2 separate regions of the Sus scrofa genome follow, and region 2 is linked to region 1. Evidence: chromatin contacts called from public HiChIP or PLAC-seq data. All regions are on one chromosome and are shown on one strand. Each heading gives the region's core, a stretch centred on a gene start, on an enhancer-like site or on the middle of the called end of the contact. The rest is flanking DNA. Distances are from core to core; before and after follow the strand shown.

What was found. HiChIP or PLAC-seq counts read pairs in DNA pulled down with a chosen protein or histone mark.
Region 2: a contact with region 1 is called in an H3K27ac HiChIP or PLAC-seq map of skeletal muscle. The contact joins two enhancer-like sites. A contact is called at or near these places in 2 of 2 datasets of contacts at active chromatin or transcription factors (alveolar macrophages and skeletal muscle).

What each region holds. Positions count from the first base shown.
Region 1 is chr4:10,933,874-10,936,999 of Sscrofa11.1, reverse strand. No RefSeq gene overlaps it. Among named protein-coding and RNA genes, the nearest start is that of FAM49B, 460 kb to the right of the region's middle. Within about 2 kb of position 1,444, at least 11 of the 83 cell types and tissues checked have an H3K27ac peak or open chromatin away from gene starts, as enhancers often do. A contact at or near this core is called in alveolar macrophages and skeletal muscle, where this site is marked.
Region 2 is chr4:11,089,294-11,092,776 of Sscrofa11.1, reverse strand. No RefSeq gene overlaps it. Among named protein-coding and RNA genes, the nearest start is that of FAM49B, 610 kb to the right of the region's middle. Within about 2 kb of position 1,271, at least 5 of the 83 cell types and tissues checked have an H3K27ac peak or open chromatin away from gene starts, as enhancers often do. A contact at or near this core is called in alveolar macrophages and skeletal muscle, where this site is marked.

The DNA.
Region 1 (3,126 bases), core at 195-2,694:
GAGAGAGAGAGAATTAGACATCTGTTTGGGGAGAAAACTAGCCTCGTTTCAGACAAGAATTCTTGAAGGCAGAAGCAACTAAAACTTCTGCAGCTCTTTAATAAAGGCTCCCTGGAAGCTGTGACAGAATTCCACAGACATATAAAGCCCTGTCTTGCCAGGACCTGAGATACTGGTCATTTTCTTAGGCTAGAGTAGGCATCACTGCCTAGAGCTGAGGATTCTTACCGTCTCCCCCTACATCTGCATACTTAATTAAAGCTATCACATCTCTGTTTTTTATGGCTCCGGCTGTGGCATATGGAAGTTCCTGGGCCAGGGGTTGAATCTGAGTCGCATCCGTGAACCTACACCACAGCCACAGCAATGCCAGATCCTTAATCTACCGAGCGAGGCCAGGACTCAAACCGGTATCTTCATAGAAACAACATCAGGCCCTTCACCCACCAAGCCACAAGGGGAAAGCCACCTCACCCTTGATTTTTCAATCTTTTCTTTCCCTAGTTAAACAGGGAGGGGAAAGTGGTCGAGACATTGGCATGACATAACTTAGCAACCCTGGGCTTCTAAAAAAGCTACGCTACTTTGATAAGATGATTTAACGTCTCCGGGTCTCTGCGTCATCATTTATAAAGGGGAAATAATAACACTCACTACGCAGACTGTAGGATCATTGTGAGAATTAGATGAGAAAATACACATGAAGTCACTCAACAGTGCCTATGAAGAAAGGCTGGCTTCATCCCCACCTTCCCCTCCTCTGAAGTACCATTTCCCTTGATCAGAAAACACTGGTGGGAGCCGGGAGATGACAAACCCACACCCATCGTCTCCCTGGAAAAGAAGAGATTCATCCTGACCGGCTGGCATTCCAGAAGTCTCCCAACCTTCTGAAGATTCCATGTGCACTGGATGAAACTGGATTTCCAACAAACTATTCCCTGCCAGGGCATCGCCCAGCCAGAGGCTCTGACTCCCATTCAAAATTGAGCTGAGTTTGCCATCTAGAGGACATCCTTGGACAGGCAGTCACCAACACCCACCGGAGCGCCTAGAACAGAGATGAAGTTCATTCCTTCCCTAACCTGCACTGAGCATCTGCTCTGAACCCTGCACCACGGGTACGGGGCACACACAGTGCAGCCCCTGCCCTCAGCGAGCTCACAGTGCAGCGGGGCGTTCACATTCTAGATCGATTGCAGTGTCCAAAGGAAGACCTGCTTTCTGGCAGAAGGAGGAATGGAACCATACCCTTGGACCATACAGAATGGAACTGCCCACTAGTAAACCGCAGCCAGGAAGCAGAGTGGCTGAGCTGAGTCTTGCACTTAGGATGTGAGTTTCAGTCTCTGGACACTCCATCACAGCTGTGTTGGACATCAGAGGGCCCCACCCTCCTCATTGTACAGCCAAAGGGAGAAGCAGTTGAAGCCACTCTAATAATGCACGTGTTCCTTCTAGGACACCGAGGGACTAGCCTATGCCCTCCCAGGGTAGTGTAGCAGAAAGGCTGTGTACGGAGGTTTCTGGGCTAAGTGTCCTTCAAGGGCAGGTATGCAGAAGCCAGTTGTTTTTAGATCTCGTTAAGGTCTTCCCTTGCCAATGACAGACTAAATGAGGAACCTTGGCCTCTGGCCTAGATTCACACATCTTTCTCACCCTATAAATCTGGTCCATTTGGAGAAAGTCTCTCTGACTTTCGCAGGCGTTCCTCCGGGTGCCAGGAATGTCTCTCCATTTGGAATTGTGCTTATGGTCCAGCAATCCCTCAGCCTATGAAGGTGGCAATGTGGCTACATACAATTCAGGACATTTAAACTGGAGAGGAAATCTCTTTTCCAGAAGCGAGAATGTGCTCCAGGATACTAAATATTGCACCAACATTACATCCTTTTCAGACCTATCTCACAGCTCTTTATTGCATTTGCAGTTTTAGTTCACGCACACAGATTAAAGAAACATGCACCCTGTTCCTACTATGTGCGAGTACAGGGCTAAGCAAAGCACTGAGGATGCAGTGATGACCGCGGCAGTCACCAACACTGCCCTCATGGGGCTTGCAAGTCATTATCCAGATAATGATGTCAAGTTTTTTGTTTGTTTGCTTTTTTTAGGGCTGCATCCATGGTATATGGAGGTTCCCAGGCTAGGGGTCAAAACAGAGCTACAGCTGCTGGCCTACACCACGGCCACAGCAACGCCAGATCCAAGCCGTGTCTGTGACCTACACCACAGCTCACAGCAACATCAGATCCTTAATCCACTGAGTAAGGCCAGGGATCGAACCCACATCCTCATGGATCTTAGTTGGGTTTGTTAACCGCTGAGCCACAAAAGCAACTCCATACATCCATAAAGTTTTTAATTTGAAGTGCACGAGACTCTCAACATAGTTATTGATGATTGGTGAAAATTGTAGCTACATGTTTCCATTCAAGTATAGCTTTGTGAGTCATTTATCATTTATTATACAAGCGATCTGTCAGACATGGGGCTGGATGCCATTTAGAGCAGGAGAGGAGCATTTACATAAAGAATCATAACGTGGTTGAGGGTTCTTGGAGAGGATCATGCCTAGTTCTAGCAGGAATAATCAGAATAACGAAAACAGAGGAATAACAGGGCTCATCTTTGCTGAATAATTAAATTGAAATTCAGCTGGAGCCAAATTAACCTGAAATCCAACCATGATTGTTGGAAATAGCCACCTCCAGGGAGCCCTCTGTCCCAGGAATGGGGGCAGGTGAGGGGTATGGAGACAGACTGCACCACAAATGATCAGACACTTGCCAGAGCATACCCATTTTCTATATGTGTAAATATGGAATACTGAGAAATAATTCTTGGTACTCCCCAACTTCGTTTTCAATGAACCTAGTTTTGGATAAATAGCCATGGTACCTCCTAGTTGCATCAGGACCTTCCAAGTCCAATGAACCCAGTTTTGGATAAATAGCCATGATACCTCCTAGCTGCATCAGGACCTTCCAAGCCCATCACCTGGAGCATCTTTACTCGCTCTTCAAAGCTTGGGTCATATCACACTTTGACCTGACAGCACTCCCCCGTCTTTGAAAAGTCAGCCCCCAAATGCATTGTACAACTTCTAGTCATAGGTTTTTCAAA
Region 2 (3,483 bases), core at 22-2,521, 160 kb before region 1:
GAGAACCAGATGCACTTGGGTTTCTTTAAACTTGTTTACTTTCAAGTCTTCCACTATTAAATAACTACTGTGAAATTGCTGGATGAGCTCGCCAAAGGTGACGTCAGGAATGGAAGAACCGCTTTATCGAGGAAATTGTCATGGTTTACCCAAGTTTTTCCAATAATATCAATTTATTAAATTCCTTTGGTAATTCCAGGATTATATTAGACACTTTGGGAAATAAATAAATAAGAAGCACAGCCCTGACCCTCAAAAAGCTTATACTTTGTTGGGGGAGAGTGGATTTAAGCATGAACTATTATGACCACCACAATCCAAAGAGCATCAATTACGTGCTATGGTGGTTGGAAGAGCTCTCAGATATGACTCTAGAAAGTCTTATGTGGATGCAGACAAAATTCAGCAGAGATGAAAATCAATGAAAACGGTAATCAATGAAAGTCTCATGGAGAAGGAAAGATCAGCTTTGAAGTATAAGGATCATTTCTTTTGACAGAGGAAATAACATTTTTCAAAGCTGGAGGAGTAGAGAGACAGACAGACAGCATGCCCTGCCATAAAATTCTTTGTACTGAAAGAATAGGAGTTTATCTCAGTTAACACAAGACTTATTAATTGCAAAGAAAGAAAGGCCTGTTGGTGTTACCTCAAGGACAAGGGGTTTATTGTAGAGGTAAATGTAAATGTAAATAAATTAAACAATAATAGATGAAAATAAATAATTAATAAATAAATAAAAATAAATAATGAATAGAACAGGCACAGAATTTTCAAGCTATTAGTATGGTCCAGGAATTATGCTAAGAACTTTATGTACGATCTCACAGGATCAGTGGTACTATTAGCTCCCATTCCATGTCACTTGTGGGAAAACTGAGGCCCAGAGAGGTTAAATGACTTACCTAAGGTCACAGAGCTAGAATTTAAATTCAGGCAGTATAACTTCAGAGCCCTCATGCCTAAATTAAGTGGCCCTGAAATAATGCGTGTGTGTGTGTGTGCGCGCGCGCACACAAACATTCATACATGAATGTGTCTCAAGGTTTTCCTAAAATTGCAGTAATAGCATCTCTCCTGGCTTTTTCCTACCTGCTCTCTGAGACACTCAATACAGCCAGCTGTGCCATAACAGCGTTTTAGGAACTACACTCTCTGTCTCGATCCTGAATTGACCTTGAGGCTTTGGGCTTCAGCTTCCAAGTGAGTCAGCCCTGCCTGTCATTTTCCTAGTCACAGACTCCCCAGCTCGGACTGACTCATGCAGGCTCAAGGACACTGGCCTCCTGATCTGCTTTCAGTTGGGTGCTCAGTTTTGTTGTCCTGTAGGCTGTGGCTTGGACATGGGCAAAAGTCACATGGTCCACTACCAATCTAGCCAGTGCTGTGGACTCAGCAGTGTCCCATAAAGGATGAAGTCAAGAGTGTAGGGAGCAAACCAAAGCAAAGCATTTGTTTTCAATCACCCAAGAGAGTTCTTTATTTTTGGTCCAAAAAAAGGATTTTAGAGATGGATGCATTCCCATTTTGCATATAAGCATATTAAGGTCAGGGCAGATAATCCACAGCCTTAAACCAAGACCGTTCACAAATTAAAGGAAAAGCTGAGACCAGAATTCTGGTGTCTTCGACCTACCATCTAACTCCATTTTCCACGTGGCACTCAGGAATCTAAAATGCACATTAAACTACAAACACCTTGAAAAGGACTTTTGCCTCCTGGCTCCACTTTCTCTCGTAGCATCATGCGACTTTGAAAGAGCTGAGGGTCAAAAGAACTATTTGCTTCTAATTGTCTCAATAAATTTTAAAGATGTTATTACATTGTAGTCATTAAGAACTGGTAAGAGTAGATGCAATATGATAAGATCAAGGCCATGAAGCTTAATAGTCCTTAGCTGATTGTCACCCTCTTCCTTTTTTTCTTTCTTTCATATTTTTTTCTTCAGAAAGAACAATGCTACCCGGGACTGTAAAGCACCCGGATCCAACAGCACTTTATATTTCCTGCCATAAAATTCCTGCACTGGAGCAGCTGCCAGCTAACGTTGAGGACTGCACAAATAAACACTGAAGCTCTGATCCCTACAGCACAGCCAGCCTGGCCTGTGAGACCAAGAGATGGGCAGAACAGATGTCTGTGCAAAGAAATGTGACCTTTCACACACTTTGAAATATTTTCCCTGTTCTCATTGTTATCTAACACCTTCTTTGTTTCCCTTTCTCCCTTCTTTCCTTGCCTCCTACCTTCCCTCCTTCTTTCCTTTGGAGCGGAATTAAAAGAAAACTACTGGATAGCAAAATTATCTCCTATGGTTGGCAATAGAATTTTGTGAACTAGATCCTACCTGATAAGCAAAGCCTACTTATAGCAATGCCCTGTATATGAGGCCTACTATATTCAAGAACTGGACTTGGTATTTTACTGAAGTCACCGCATTTAATTCTGCTCTGCAAGGCAGTTATTACTATTCCTATGATATAGAAGCAAGGCCTGAATCCTAGAGAAGTTCTTGAGTGATTTCCACGATATCATATGCTTATGGAAGGGTAGGATCTATTTTGCAGTTGAAAGGAAGGATCAATTTAACCATCTATGCATTGATTTTCAAAGCTCTAAAATACCCACAAAAGCAAATGTCAATGTCGGCAAGAAGCACTTGAGTTCAAAGACGTTTCCAGGAAGGACAGATCCATGATCCCCCGTGGTTAATGTAAAACAGCAAATCTCTTTTCATTCACGTTAAAGGGATTAAAATATATAGTATATTCCTCCCAAATCCGATGACCTCTTTGTGACCGACCGTGAGTCCACACTTGCCATTCTCCCAAGTTCAGCACATTTTGCTGAGAGCACTATTGCTGGGTCTCCCAGCCCCATGACAATTCCAGTTGTGGTAGAGGTGGGAAGACAGGTTTCTGATATTATCTTCCATGGTCCAGGTCTCCTTTTTTTTTTTTTTTGTCTTTTTTTGTCTTTTGTTGTTGTTGTTGCTATTTCTTGGGCCGCTCCCTCGGCATATGGAGGTTCCCAGGCTAGGGGTCTAATCGGAGCTGTAGCCACCGGCCTACGCCAGAGCCACAGCAACGTGGGATCCGAGCCACGTCTGCAACCTACACCACAGCTCACGGCAACGCCGGATCGTTAACCCACTGAGCAAGGGCAGGGACCGAACCCGCAACCTCATGGTTCCTAGTCGGATTCGTTAACCACTGCGCCCCGACGGGAACTCCCAGGTCTCCTTCTGTATTCCAAGGATTCCACAGAAGGGCACTGTGCTTTGATAAAGCAGCTTCCTAAATGTTATCCGCCAGTGTATCAAGATGATATGTATCAACAGAATATGGAAAACATCAGTGAAATAAAAAAAAAGGATATTCTATCAATTACGCAAATGCATGGCCATTGGAAGTCTATCTAAGTTACCACTGCTTAGAGGAGATAAATCAGACACTAGAAGCAGAGGTTTCTGAGTTCTCTGA